Regions from separate parts of the Mus musculus genome. Here all the other regions are linked to region 3. A link is a contact called in public HiChIP or PLAC-seq and promoter capture Hi-C data. All regions are on one chromosome and are shown on one strand. The core of a region is the stretch at or near the end of the contact, and the rest is flanking DNA. Distances in the headings are between cores, read along the strand shown.

Region 1 (3,073 bases), core at 364-2,863, 400 kb before region 3:
ACCAGGGTGCTCTAGAAGTGAGTTCTGTTAACCACTGAACCATCTCCAGTCCCCACTATACCCCCAAGAGATGGTTCAAAGCCCAGGTAGGTTGAATATAATCTTTAAGGTAGAGGACACCCTTCTTCACTGAAATAAATATGTGTGCAGAACATCCTGTTTGTGGAAGCCTTGCTTGTCACTGGGGACACAGTCATGAAAGTTGTTGTGCACCTTCTATCTGGGGAGACACCATCCATCTTGAGAAGAACTCTGAAGCCATAGTCAGAGCCCTTGAGCACAGTGGAGCACCATCCAGGAAGGCTTTCTGCACAAAGTGTTTGAAACACCTGCTGGGTGGCAGATGGAGGATGGGGGAAGGTTTCCCTGACCCAAGACTCCAGGCCTTCTGAACTGGACTGCAGCTCCATCCACTCACAAACACTTCATGGATACACCAGCAGTCCAGTTCAGTAGTGATGGGATAGCAAACATGACCCAGCAGTGGTGGCATGACCTAGCAGAGACAGCCAGGTTTCCACTGAATAGGCACAAGTCAGCAAGAATGACCAAGACCAGCAGGGACACCAGAAGTTCTCTGCCATGTCTCTCTCAACGAAGTGAAGATCAGCGACAACTAGAGACCCATGATGCATTGCAGACTCTTATTTATTCTTCCTCCAAGCATCACATGTCCTCCAGAAGTGGTAGCATACCACCAAAGTTTTTTTTGGTGCGTTTCTCTCTATGGAGTCACAACAAACGCAGCTCAACTACACATGTAAGGCGAACCAAGACATGTGTGTCATTATCAAAGAATCCTTTTTCACATGTCCTTCCACGTGTTTACTTTAGCACAACAACCTTTCACCCGTGTCTGCTTCAGCAAAACATTCTTTGGCATAACTGACTTTCCAAAGAAACCAGAAGTTTCCACATTACTCCAGCTTCCTTTTTGTGTCATAGAGCTCCAGGAAGGATTTGGCAATGGATCTGCCATCCATCTAGACTAAGTCTAGAAGAAGAGGAAGTGTCACTCTGCCAGTGATGTGTATAAAAGGCACAGTGAGGAGTGGCATGTAGCTCCGAGTCATACCCACACCCCACGACCTCTTCAAACTGTACTTCAGCATGGTCAAGGTGGACAACTGGAAGAAGAGGAAGCACTGGTCAGGCAGAGGTACCGACAGAAGGCTGGCAGTGATACTTGATTGTGCCACCGTTAGCTCTCTACGCAGTGTGACAAGCTTGTAGAACAAGTGTCACAGCCATGGTTAACGTATCACTGATGTCATATATCATGGTCTCAAGGGACCTCAACAGGGACATGCTGAGAGAATGAGGCAAAGATGACTCCTGCTTCTACCCTTCCCTGCACCTACCCTGGCCCTCCAAACCTCTCCAACCCAGGCTTTGAGCTGGAGCATTTGGGACAACCAGGGACATGGCTGTGCCTCTGCTGCTCCCTTGTGGTTACAAAGGGAAAGGCAGTGGCCAAGCCTCATTCTCTGGCCTGTGGCCCTCATCTTGCCACAGGAAGAACCATCAGAAGCCTCAAGCTTTGCTCTGGGTTCTCTTGGGGATTATGGTCTGGACCTCCTCACACACAGCACCTCTGTCTGGCCACCGTGGCCTGACTCCTCCAATGGGTTAGATTCAGGCTACTGCAGGGCCTGGCCTGAGACCCATGGAAGCAACTGTACACACAGCAAGGTCACTGGTTTCCATCTCGGCAGCCTTGCCCTTGAGGTCCAGAAGGTCACACATCTAACTTCCCGGTACCCTGAATCCAACCCTGAGGCCCAGACCTGCACCATCCCTAGCCCCACCCCCATCCCCAAGCCTGACCTCTGGACAGCCCTCACCTCCCCTTAAGCCCTCCAGACACCTGAGTCTCCCCCATCACTCCAGTTCACCTGTAGTCCTTCACCTCCAGGGAACCTACTCTCCCTTCTCCCACCCCACCCACACCTCCAATCGGGCTGACACGCACCTGGTAGCACGCTAGCAAACTGGTAACACTGTAGGCGGGTGTTTTGTTCCATCTGTATCTAAGAAGTAGACAAATGTTGAATTAATAGTCAAACTTTTAAATGAAGAAATTTCACATTAACACCCTGGTTTTCTGCTTTTGTGGAAAGCGGAAGTCTTGACGAGCTGTCATTGCCACCTGGCAAGGGCTGATGAGAAAGCAGCCCAACCCATCTTCAACCTGCCTCTCACCTGTGTCATCCTCACCGGTGCTACCCATCTTCCAGCACTGCGAGCTCCGGGGCTGCAGTAGTAGTAAGCTTAGCAACTGCACTGCCATGGATCTCTTGTTTCTTGGGATGAGACAACATAGCCCAGTTCTTTACATCTGGAAAATATTAGCTCAGAGCTGAAGAGATGGCTCAGCTGGTAAAACACGTCTTCACCAAGCCTGGTGACCTGAATTCAGTTCCTGGAACCTATGTGTAAAGTAGAGGGACAAAATCAGTTCCACCCATCTGTATTTCCTGACACTGAGATCTGTGGCACTGACACAGTGTAACTAGGGTATAGGAAGAGGGAGTGTGTAGTCTTCGGTACCCAAGGAAGCTAGCAGGATTAGCTCCCCCCATGCTTGCTAACTACCCAGTGTTGTATCCCACGCAGTGCCTAAATCAGCTAATCCTGCCACAGATCTCGATGTCAGGAAATACAAATGGGGGCATGAGTTCTGAAGCCCCCCATTGGTTGTCCAGAGACTTGGGTACTCTCTCAGGTGTGGAGGACCCAGAAACACCCCTCCACACTAACCTTCAGTTTCCTTACCTGCCAATGAAGCCCACGACAACTCCCCTCCCCGAACCTGCCATAGACGCTGAAGATTGAAATGTGACCTGAATGGAAATTACTATCTTGAATATCAAGAAGTACCACATGTGGTTCCACTACTGAGCATCTCCTGTCTGGGTCAATTATGAGTCAGTGTGAAGATGCCCCACTGAGTCTGTATAGCCCAGGTTCACAGTCAGAGGTCCAAAAGAGCACCACCAAGCAAGAGCTGTTGGTGCCTGTGTATCTTCAAAGTCCCAGCAGACTAAGAACCATTGGCAAGGGTTGGGGGATG
Region 2 (2,868 bases), core at 15-2,514, 320 kb before region 3:
GGTTGGAGTTTAACTCCGGTGCCTAGAATCTGACCACCACTCAGTGTCAGCCATCAGCATCACAAGGGAATGTGACCACTCGGGAACACTAATGGAGCATTTCAACGCATATTAAGACAACAGTGCAAACTCTTTACAATAACTCTATGGAATCTGACTTTAGTGGGGTTGTCTTAAATAATTAATGAAATGATTTGCATGTGGCTGATGGGGGGGGGGGAGTCTCCAATTAAGCACTTAAAGCTACCCTTTGCACATCCCCAGTCACAAAGAAGTTGCACAGCTGTCGAGTGGTGGCCAAGGGATTGGGTCTATGTCTGATTGCAGCCGCTTAACCACGTTTGATATTTACGTGAAAAGAGGAAACCGGCTAAAGCGTAGTGAATCTCTGGGCGACAGAAAAGCAAGCCTTTGAACCCCGAACCCAGAGTCAAGCAAATAAACCTACGTTTAAAAAAATCCATCAGCTAAGAGTAGAGCAGGTTACCCAACACCCTGGCTTTAGAGCCCCACCCCTCCGACGCGGCTGCTCTAATGGTGAAGACAAGAGAAAGCACACAAGGTGTCAACACAGCTCCTGGCCACAACCTAAGCCATCAAAGAGTGTTAGGTGTTATTAAGAACAAAAAGGATGGCACGATTCAAATCACCATTTCTGCACCGTGGGTTCTTTGTCTTGCCAAGTTGCCCCAAACTGTGGGTCAGGCAGGTTCAGGGGGAAAAACAAAGTGACTCCCCCGCCGTGTCACACAAGTTCCTCCCCCGCCCTGGTGTGCAGCCACCTTGGGACTCCACTTTTTTTGGCGCCGCGGGGCCGGCCACTCCGGGGATGCAGAGGTCCGGCGGAGCATCCTTCCCATTCCGCCCGAGAAAGAGGCTGCACGCAGGAGGGAAGCCTGGCTTCCCACGCTGCCTCGGAGTGAGGGGCTGTTAATGTGTCTCCCGTGGTTCCCAGACCTTCTCTAGAAAGAAAGCTGCTCTGACTCCCGCTTCAAGCCCAACTTCCTCCCCGGGCGGCTCCCCGGCTCTGCGCTCCCGCCGCGGCTGGGACAGAGCGAGCGGGGAGGAGCGCGGCTGCTGTCCGGGCGGCACAGCGAGCCGCGCCAGGGGACCCGGCGACCCCGTCCTTCCCGCGCCCAAGCGCCCGCAACCGCTTACCAGACGGCGGCCGCTTCCTGCTCAGTCGGCTCACGGCGCGGGTGAACATCGCCGCGGGCGTCCAGAGGACGGAGCAGCCGGGCAGCGCGGCGGCTAAGCCCGAAGAGGGCAAGGAGGAGGAGGAGCCCGCGCGACGCCGCCCCTCCAGGCTCCGCCCGCCGCCTCCTCCCCGCCGCGCTCCCCTCTCCCTGCCCACCCGCGCCCGTGGGCACTGGGTCCAGCCCTCAGTTACCCGCGCAGGGCAGGGCGCGGTGGCCCCGGGTGACCCTCAGCTCCCGCGCACATCCCGGTCCCTCCCCTCGCGGCCTGGAGACATACAGCGTTCGGTGTCCCTGCCAGGCCCGAGTCACCTCCCAGATCGCCCCCGGGTCTACCCGATTCCGTGGGCGCGCGGCCTGCTCACGCCGCGAATGCCCGGGAGGCGTCACCAGAGTCCCGAGCCAAGCCGCCGCGAGTGGGCGCCCACTCTGGCCCACGCCACGCCTGTGCCGGGGCTTCCAAGCCCCGGGACAAACCTCGGAGAACGCTGTCTGGAGCCTCTGCGGTTTCAGAGTGGATCTGAGCGCGCCAGCACATTTTTTAACTTGGACGACACTTGGGTGCAGTCTCAGGAGAACCTTTGCGCTCAACTACCGGAATCCTGTAGATCCCAGCGCCGGGCTCAACGCTCCTCCTGGTGCCAGTCACCTGCTCAGCGCCGCGCTCCACGCTCATCTAGTTTCCCATTTCTTTTTACCAAACAGCCCAAGAGGGGGGTGTCGTTAGCCCCATTTTCTTGAGCATTCGGTTTGCAAGGAATTGTCTTTCTGGCGAGTTTTATTTTTCTCCTTGTGGGTCTGGCTTTGTCTCGAAATTGGTCTTTATTTTTAGCTGTGCTAATTGCTATTTTTCTAAACCATTCCCCAGTCGCCCCCCCAACCCCCCGCGCGCGTTCTTTCGCAGGATTTTCACTAGTTGGCACTTTCCTTTATATCTTCTATTCTGAGCTTCCCATTTTGCTCTATTTTCCTCCCTTTTTGTCCACCCTGCAGTCCCAACGCCACCTCAGCCCTGGCCCTCTGTGGTTATTCACCATCTCTCTGCCTACCCTTCCCCACTCCATCATTTCCAAACACGGCCATTTGTGCTATCCAAAGAGGATGTTCCGTCCCCTGAAGGCTGCAGAGGTCTTCAGCTGCGGCTTGCAGGTGAGCACCATCAGTGTGGCTTCCAAGCCGGGGTTTCTGAATGTCTCCAGCTGCTATTGCCGCCCGCCCCCCCCCCAAGCTTCCTGGCCATTGAAATAGCTCTTGGGTCATAGGCTCTGTAAAAGCTGAGCCTAAACCGACACAGACACAGACATAATGGTGCTCTCCTTTAATCCCAGCAACCCCAGCACTCCGGAGGCAGAAGCAGGAAGATTCTTTGAGTTAGAGGACACCCTGATATACATAGCAATGTCTAAGGCAGCTACATAGAGAGTCAGAAGGAAGGAGTCAGAAGGGAGGGAGGGAGGGAGGGAGGGAGGGAGGGAGGGAGGGAGAGAGAGAGGGAAAGAGGAAGGGAAGGGAATGAAGGAAGGAAGGAAGGAGAGAGAGAAGGCAAAACCAAACCATCCCAGTGGGATCACTGCATTCTGAGAACAGTAACAAAATTTTCCCTGCCCACCTCCATTGAAAGCGTCCCCAGAGGCTGATCACAAATACACCGAAGCTAACACAGGAAAGGAGG
Region 3 (2,933 bases), core at 269-2,768:
GTACAGAACTGAACCCTGGCTTGACATTTGGGAATCATTGTTAGTCTCGACATGCCAGTTGTTGGGTCCAATATTTTGAACTTCAATTACTAGCACTTAGCGAAGGGCTCTGCCTTCCAAATGACAGAATCACAGGTAGCAGCTTACACACACCCTTTGATAACCACCCTAGATGGCTAGGTTTGAATCTGCCTCTTTCCACCTGCACTGTACTCAGACCATTCATCAGGCCAGGCACACATTCTACTACTGAGCTATAATACCCCAAGCCCGTGGTTTACTCTTTCGCGGGCTTGCACACCCCTGCCCCTGTTGAAGACACTGTGTGTTCACTGGCTATATAATCGTCATGTCTACCCAGCCCTTCTATCTGCCGGCTTTAGTTTCACCCTGGGAAACTACCTGATTAGTTAGAATTCTAGGTAAAATGAATCCGATCCGGTGGGAGCGTTACTACAGAAAACACATTCCACGGAGACCGGTGGCACAGGCCAGTCATTAAACGCACCGAAATCTGGGATGCGCGTGGGAATCGGAGGTCTGGTTAACCAAAAAAAGCAACGATGACAATTACACCTAGAATTTACTCAGCTTGCCTACAGCACTCTCGGCTCCCGTTCTGTGGCAACTCATCTAAGTAGTTGAGTATTTCTAGCTAGCCCTGGTACGGGAACAGGTAACAGAGCAGACGGGTTCTAATGTCAACAGGGCAGGAAGAATAATTTAAAAAAAAAAAAAAAAAAAAAAGAAGAAGCATTCTCCCGGATGTCAAGGGAAACAGAGAGAACTTCTGAGCGAAGGCTCGAGCACTCCCTTACACACCCCGGAAGTTTTGAAATATCCCGCAGGCTCCCACAGGCAGTGGCTTCTCTCCGCGGCCGCTCTAAGGGCCCTCCGTGGGCAAGGGGACCTCTCCGTGTCTGCAGCACCCGGGCTACGTAGGCCACCGGCCCGGAGCCAGGCCGTCAATCACAGCTAGCGCTCGGAGCCGCGGCCCCGCCGCCAGCGAGCCGCGGCCGGGCAGCGGGCAGGTGACGGGAGGCGGCGGCGGCGCCAGCGCCGGCGGCCGGAGACGGCTGCTTCTGCTCGGCTTCCAGGCCCGGGGCCACGCGAGCCCTCGGCAGTGATTCCCCCGGCCCGTCGTCCGGAGTGCGGCCGCGCGGCGGGCCTGGTCCCGCAAACTCCGCTCCCCTCCCGGCCCTGCTCGCCACGCGCCACTCACCGAAGAAGCCTTGCACGATCCCGAGCGGGTGGCTCAGCCAATCTTCTCCACAGGGCATGGCGCTGAGGGCCGGGGCCAGCGCGGCCCGTGCGGCGGGCGCTCCTCTGCGGGCCGAGCGCGCTCGGAGCCCGGCTTCTCGGGGGCTCGGCCGCTCCTCGTCCGCGCCCTCCCACGCGCGGGGGCGTCGCGAGCCACGGGCCTCCGCGCGTCTCAAGGAGAGGTGGCTGCGGTGACGGGCACGAGCGCCTCGGAGCTGCTGGCCAGCGGCCGGAGGGGTGGGGGGGAGACCGTCCTAGCCTCCACTTCTCACAATGGCGGGAAATCGCGGCCACCGACCGCGCTGCCAGCGACCTGGGTGGAGCTCGAGGAGGAGGGGCGGCGGGAGCGTGCTGCGCACTCCCGGAGGGGAGGGAGTGGGCGGGGCGGACGGCCATTTTGGAGACGGAGACAGGTCGGGCAATCCCGGGGCCGCCATCTTGGAGATGGGCAGAGGAGCGCGTCTGTGCTTGGTATAGTGGTCCCTGTGTGCGCGCCTGGTGGCAAACTCCATCAGGGTGCTTCATTGGCTCAAAGTTTGAGTCCTTGCACCTGGACCAAAAAGACGCACGTTCTGCCAACTTCAAGAGTCATCTCTAAGCAAAATTAAAGGTTGAAATTCTATTTGGTGTCTGATCATCTGATCCCCTTGTGCCTCTTGTTTCTGGTGGTAGAACTCTTCTAAGGTGCCCTGCCCAAAGTCCTGTATAAGATTTGCCCCCAGCTCAGTGAGTTCTTCCTGAACGATTTAATCAAGGAGGTTGTGTAGCCTTTGTGGGCATCTCAATATGGCCAAGGAACTGGCAAGTGCTCAGAACTCTCTCCTAGCCCAGCCTTTAGCTTCTAACCTCAAAACACCCAAATGATCTCTGCTTCCAACCTGGCAACTAGGGAGCTATGACAAGATTCCTATACAGCATACAGATCAGAACACTCTTACAGGGCAGACCCTGAAGGGCCTAGAGAATTTAGGAACTGTCAAGTTTTCATAGAGAAGACATTTTCCCTAGAAATGGGATATACCTCAGAAAACCCTGATTTCATCATCTATACCTACTCGGCTGTAAAAAGGTAGTGGTGATCTGAATGTAATCTAGAAAGTATATAGCTGAAGAATAAGAACTTCTTGGTGGCAGAACACTTGCCTGTCATGCAAGCCCTAGCAAGGGATCAAACAGAGAGAGATGGCGACAGATGAACAGAGACAGCTATGACCAAACCCAGAAACCTCTGTAGTTCAGAAGGAAAAGGGAACCAAACCTGCCCTTCTGCCTTTGTTGGTCCCCTGGAGGGAACGTATCCTTAAATCATAGCACTTGGGATATAGTCAAGGAAGGTCAGGAGTTCATAGCCAGCCTTGGCTACACACTGAATTTGAGGCCAGCCTGAGCTACCTATATATGACCCCGTCTCAAAAACAAATAGATAAAAATTAAGAGCTCCACAGTGGTGGCCCATGCCTTTAATCCTATCACTCAGGAGGCAGAAGCAGGAAGATCTCTGAGTTTGATGCCAGTCTGGTCTACACAGCGTGTTCTAGGACAGCCAGGGATACACAGGTTTTCAAGAAACCCTGTCTTGAAAGAAAAATTAAGTTTGTGATCACCCACAAAGAACAATAACTTTGTAGAGAAATGACAGAAGAAAGTAGTTCTTAGTTCCCAAAGGCAACAAG
Region 4 (2,888 bases), core at 86-2,585, 360 kb before region 3:
AGAACACACATACACTACTGAAAAAAAAAAAAAAAAACACTTGTCACTTTGGATCAGGGCCCACTCATATGAGCTTGTTTAACGTAATTATCCTTTCTTAGTCCCTGTCTCCAGACACAGCCACATTCCAGGTACAGTAAGTGAGGATCTCCACGTATGAAGTGGGGCAGGAGAAGGACATAAGGGACAGACAGGAGGCCAAGCCCGGCAGGCTGCTTCTCCATCCTATACACCTAACCAGCTGTATGACTCTTGTGTGGCAGAACACTATGCAGTCATTAAAAATCAGGTCTGAGCTAGAGAACATACCCAAGGAGCTGAAGGGGTCTGCAACCCTATAGGTGGAACAACAATATGAACTAACCAGTACCCCCCAGAGCTCGTGTCTCTAGCTGCATATGTAGCAGAAGATGGCCCATTGGTCTTGCAAACTTTATATGCCCCAGTACAGGGGAAACACCAGGGCCAAGAAGTGGGAGTGAGTGGGTAGGGGAGCAGGGTGCAGGGGGTGGGGGGAGGGTATAGGGGACTTTTGGGATAGCATTTGAAATGTAAATGAAGAAAATATCTAATAAAAAAATTTTTTTAAAGGTCTGGGAGCCAGTGAGAGGTTTCAGATGGTAAAGACACATGACACACAGCCTGGCAGCCTGATGATATGTTACTGCCATCCCTTGTGGTAGAAGGCGAGAACCAACTCCTGCAAGCTGCCCTGGCTCTAGTGTATGTGCTATGTCATGTGTGCTCCCTGCCCCTCGAATAAATAAGCAAATGTTAAAAAAAATTTTTTTTTGAAAAAAAAAAAAAAGGTCTACATGATGGGTAGTGCTTGGAATGGAGAGGCAGGAGGATCACAAGTTCAAGACCAGCCTGGGACACACATGCTCCAGGTCAGCCTTTCAACTACATGAGAAAACAGAGAGAGACAGAGAGAGAGACAGAGAGAGAGACAGACAAACAGAGAGAAATAAGATTTGCAAAGAGTTAAACATAGAAACTTGCCCATAAGAATTAAGCGATTGAATATTTAATTTCAAAATGTACTGAATTTTAACCCATGATCCCAAATATATCAGAGGGAAAGGAATCGTTCTAAAGGCTTGAGGCAAGTTTGTAGGTCTTCAAAAATGTATATCTACCTAGAGCCTCAAAATGCAACTTTGTTTAGAAACAGACCTATTGATATCAAGCTGAAATCACCCTCCAGGGTAGTGGGACCCAGATCCAAAGAGGCAGGACACACAGAGAGACCTAGAAAGAAGGAAGCTGTGTAACAACAGTGACAGAGACAGGAATGACGTGGACACAGCCTACAAGTTCCAAAGGTGACGAGCAAGCAACTGACCAGGAGCTGGAACTACGGCAAGTTCCTCTTCTAGGCCCTTCATCAGGACCCCCGACTGCCCATGGCTGGTTTCAGATTCCTAGTCTCCTAGATATGCAAGAAGTGTTTGCTGTTTGAAAACGTATGGGACTGACCCACTAGGAAACTGCTAAAACAGAAGCACGGACGTGAGCCCCTCACAGTTCTGAAGACCTGCAATGCACGGCCTAGGTGCGAGCCTCAACTCAAGAAGAAAGGAGCTGGCCCTGAGATCTTAGTTGGTTCTATAAGACCAGGCCTCCAGCAGGCAAAGCTGACCTGGACCTAAACAATGTGATCTGCAGGAAGGAGGAGAAAATGGAAACAACTCAGGGGGAGGAAGAGGAAGAAGCCTTTGAGCACGAGGAGATTTGTCTCCAGCAGGCAGCAAAGCAGAAAATCGTGAGTAGGCAGCTGGGCTGCTTCCGGGATTGCTTCTTTTTTTTTTTTTTTTTTCTTTTTTTGGCCAGGACAGATGTAGCATAGCAAGGCTCCTGGTTTGCAGGCTCCACATCTGCATGCCTACACTATAAACTGTTTAGCCGGTTGCCTGGGATCCCCTGCTGCGGACCGGACTGGGAGGAAAAGAGCGGAAGGCGAATCCTGCGCCTGCGCAACTGTGCCCTGCCTGCACCTTGCTTCCAGTGCAGGGACCCTACATCATCCAAACACCCACCGTGCTTCCTCAAACCCCAGACAGAGCTGCAGTGGAACAGCAAGGGGGGGAACCACCTTTGCAGTGCCCACCAGGCTGCTTGGGGAGGGACGGAAGGACATCCCTGGAAGCAGTCGGTCTCAGAACGAGGGCCACTCCAGGCTAATCCACTGCCTCCAGCCACTGCATTTTCAGCTTGATAAATATTTGATCACTCACAATCAAGTACATTAGAAGAACTAAATGAAATACCCACCTCCCTTCTTTTCTGGGTTACTTCTACCCGCATAAGGAGGAAAATTTTCAATCCTTCAATGTAACATAAAGTTTGGTCATAGGATTTCTCTGACTTGCCATTCTAGACCACCACCACCCCCATCTCTATCTCTCTCTCTCTCTCTCTCTCTCTCTCTCTCTCTCTCTCTCTCTCTCTCTCCCTCCCTCCCTCCCTCCCTCCCTCCCTCTCTCTCTCTCCCTCTCTCTCTCCCTCCCCCTCCCCCTTTCTCTCCCTCTCCTTATACCTAGATTACAGAACTGATTACTGGCTGTGTGAATATAGAACTGAGAGAAAAGGAAACCTCTCCCTACAGCTCTTAGGTGATTAATGGGTTTGGCAAGCTACTGTGCCCACCCTGTGAGTGGAGGTCCTCCTACGTCTTCTGAAGAAGGAGTGGGGCGTACCCAGGAGGTCTAAGGGCAGCTAGCAGACAGTGGGACAGTGGCAAGCAGAGACTGAAGACCCTGCCCTCAAGCACGAGCGGGCCACTAGAAAGGCTTCGTCGATCTGGACAGCACTTTAGTTCATAGACAGGCCCATTAGTTCATAGACAGGCCCATTAGGGATGGTGAACGTGCCAAGGGTGGAATCAG

Evidence for each region. Promoter capture Hi-C pulls out the DNA fragments that hold promoters and counts their contacts. HiChIP or PLAC-seq counts read pairs in DNA pulled down with a chosen protein or histone mark.
Region 1: a contact with region 3 is called in a promoter capture Hi-C map of fetal liver, with 3 times the contacts expected there. The contact joins the enhancer-like site here to the promoter of Mcmbp in region 3. A contact is called at or near these places in 3 of 39 promoter capture datasets (the C10 cell line, cranial neural crest and fetal liver), 1 of 484 Hi-C or Micro-C datasets (bone marrow-derived macrophages), 7 of 115 datasets of contacts at active chromatin or transcription factors (the SCID.adh cell line, astrocytes, craniofacial prominence and 3 more) and 1 of 9 other capture datasets (adipose tissue).
Region 2: a contact with region 3 is called in a promoter capture Hi-C map of embryonic stem cells, with 24 read pairs. The contact joins the promoter of Rgs10 here to the promoter of Mcmbp in region 3. A contact is called at or near these places in 15 of 39 promoter capture datasets (the C10 cell line, the HPC-7 cell line, HPC-7-derived erythroid cells and 10 more), 1 of 15 datasets of contacts at CTCF or cohesin (embryonic stem cells), 2 of 484 Hi-C or Micro-C datasets (B cells and bone marrow-derived macrophages), 12 of 115 datasets of contacts at active chromatin or transcription factors (bone marrow-derived macrophages, embryonic basal ganglia, embryonic hindbrain and 5 more) and 3 of 9 other capture datasets (adipose tissue, liver and pancreatic islet).
Region 4: a contact with region 3 is called in an H3K27ac HiChIP or PLAC-seq map of microglia, with 5 times the contacts expected there. The contact joins the enhancer-like site here to the promoter of Mcmbp in region 3. A contact is called at or near these places in 2 of 39 promoter capture datasets (cranial neural crest and embryonic stem cells), 1 of 484 Hi-C or Micro-C datasets (bone marrow-derived macrophages), 16 of 115 datasets of contacts at active chromatin or transcription factors (the SCID.adh cell line, bone marrow-derived macrophages, double positive thymocytes and 10 more) and 3 of 9 other capture datasets (adipose tissue, liver and pancreatic islet).

The regions. Positions count from the first base shown.
Region 1 is chr7:128,343,673-128,346,745 of GRCm38.p6, forward strand. It overlaps Gm32707 (a long non-coding RNA gene), which reads right to left. Exons shown (of 3, transcript XR_378506.3): 1 at 2,203-3,073; 2 at 1,973-2,030; 3 at 631-1,127. Among named protein-coding and RNA genes, the nearest start is that of Gm32707, 6.4 kb to the right of the region's middle. Within about 2 kb of position 1,614, at least 29 of the 459 cell types and tissues checked have an H3K27ac peak or open chromatin away from gene starts, as enhancers often do. A contact at or near this core is called in bone marrow-derived macrophages and fetal liver, where this site is marked.
Region 2 is chr7:128,416,908-128,419,775 of GRCm38.p6, forward strand. It overlaps Rgs10 (regulator of G-protein signalling 10), which reads right to left and starts at 1,265. Exons shown (of 5, transcript NM_026418.2): 1 at 1,159-1,265. The coding sequence starts at 1,207.
Region 3 is chr7:128,738,911-128,741,843 of GRCm38.p6, forward strand. It overlaps Mcmbp (minichromosome maintenance complex binding protein), which reads right to left and starts at 1,519. Exons shown (of 16, transcript NM_145955.3): 1 at 1,223-1,519. The coding sequence starts at 1,280.
Region 4 is chr7:128,377,721-128,380,608 of GRCm38.p6, forward strand. All of the region lies in intron 4 of Rgs10 (regulator of G-protein signalling 10), which reads right to left. Among named protein-coding and RNA genes, the nearest start is that of Gm39092, 12 kb to the left of the region's middle. Within about 2 kb of position 1,336, at least 34 of the 459 cell types and tissues checked have an H3K27ac peak or open chromatin away from gene starts, as enhancers often do. A contact at or near this core is called in the SCID.adh cell line, adipose tissue, bone marrow-derived macrophages and 2 more, where this site is marked.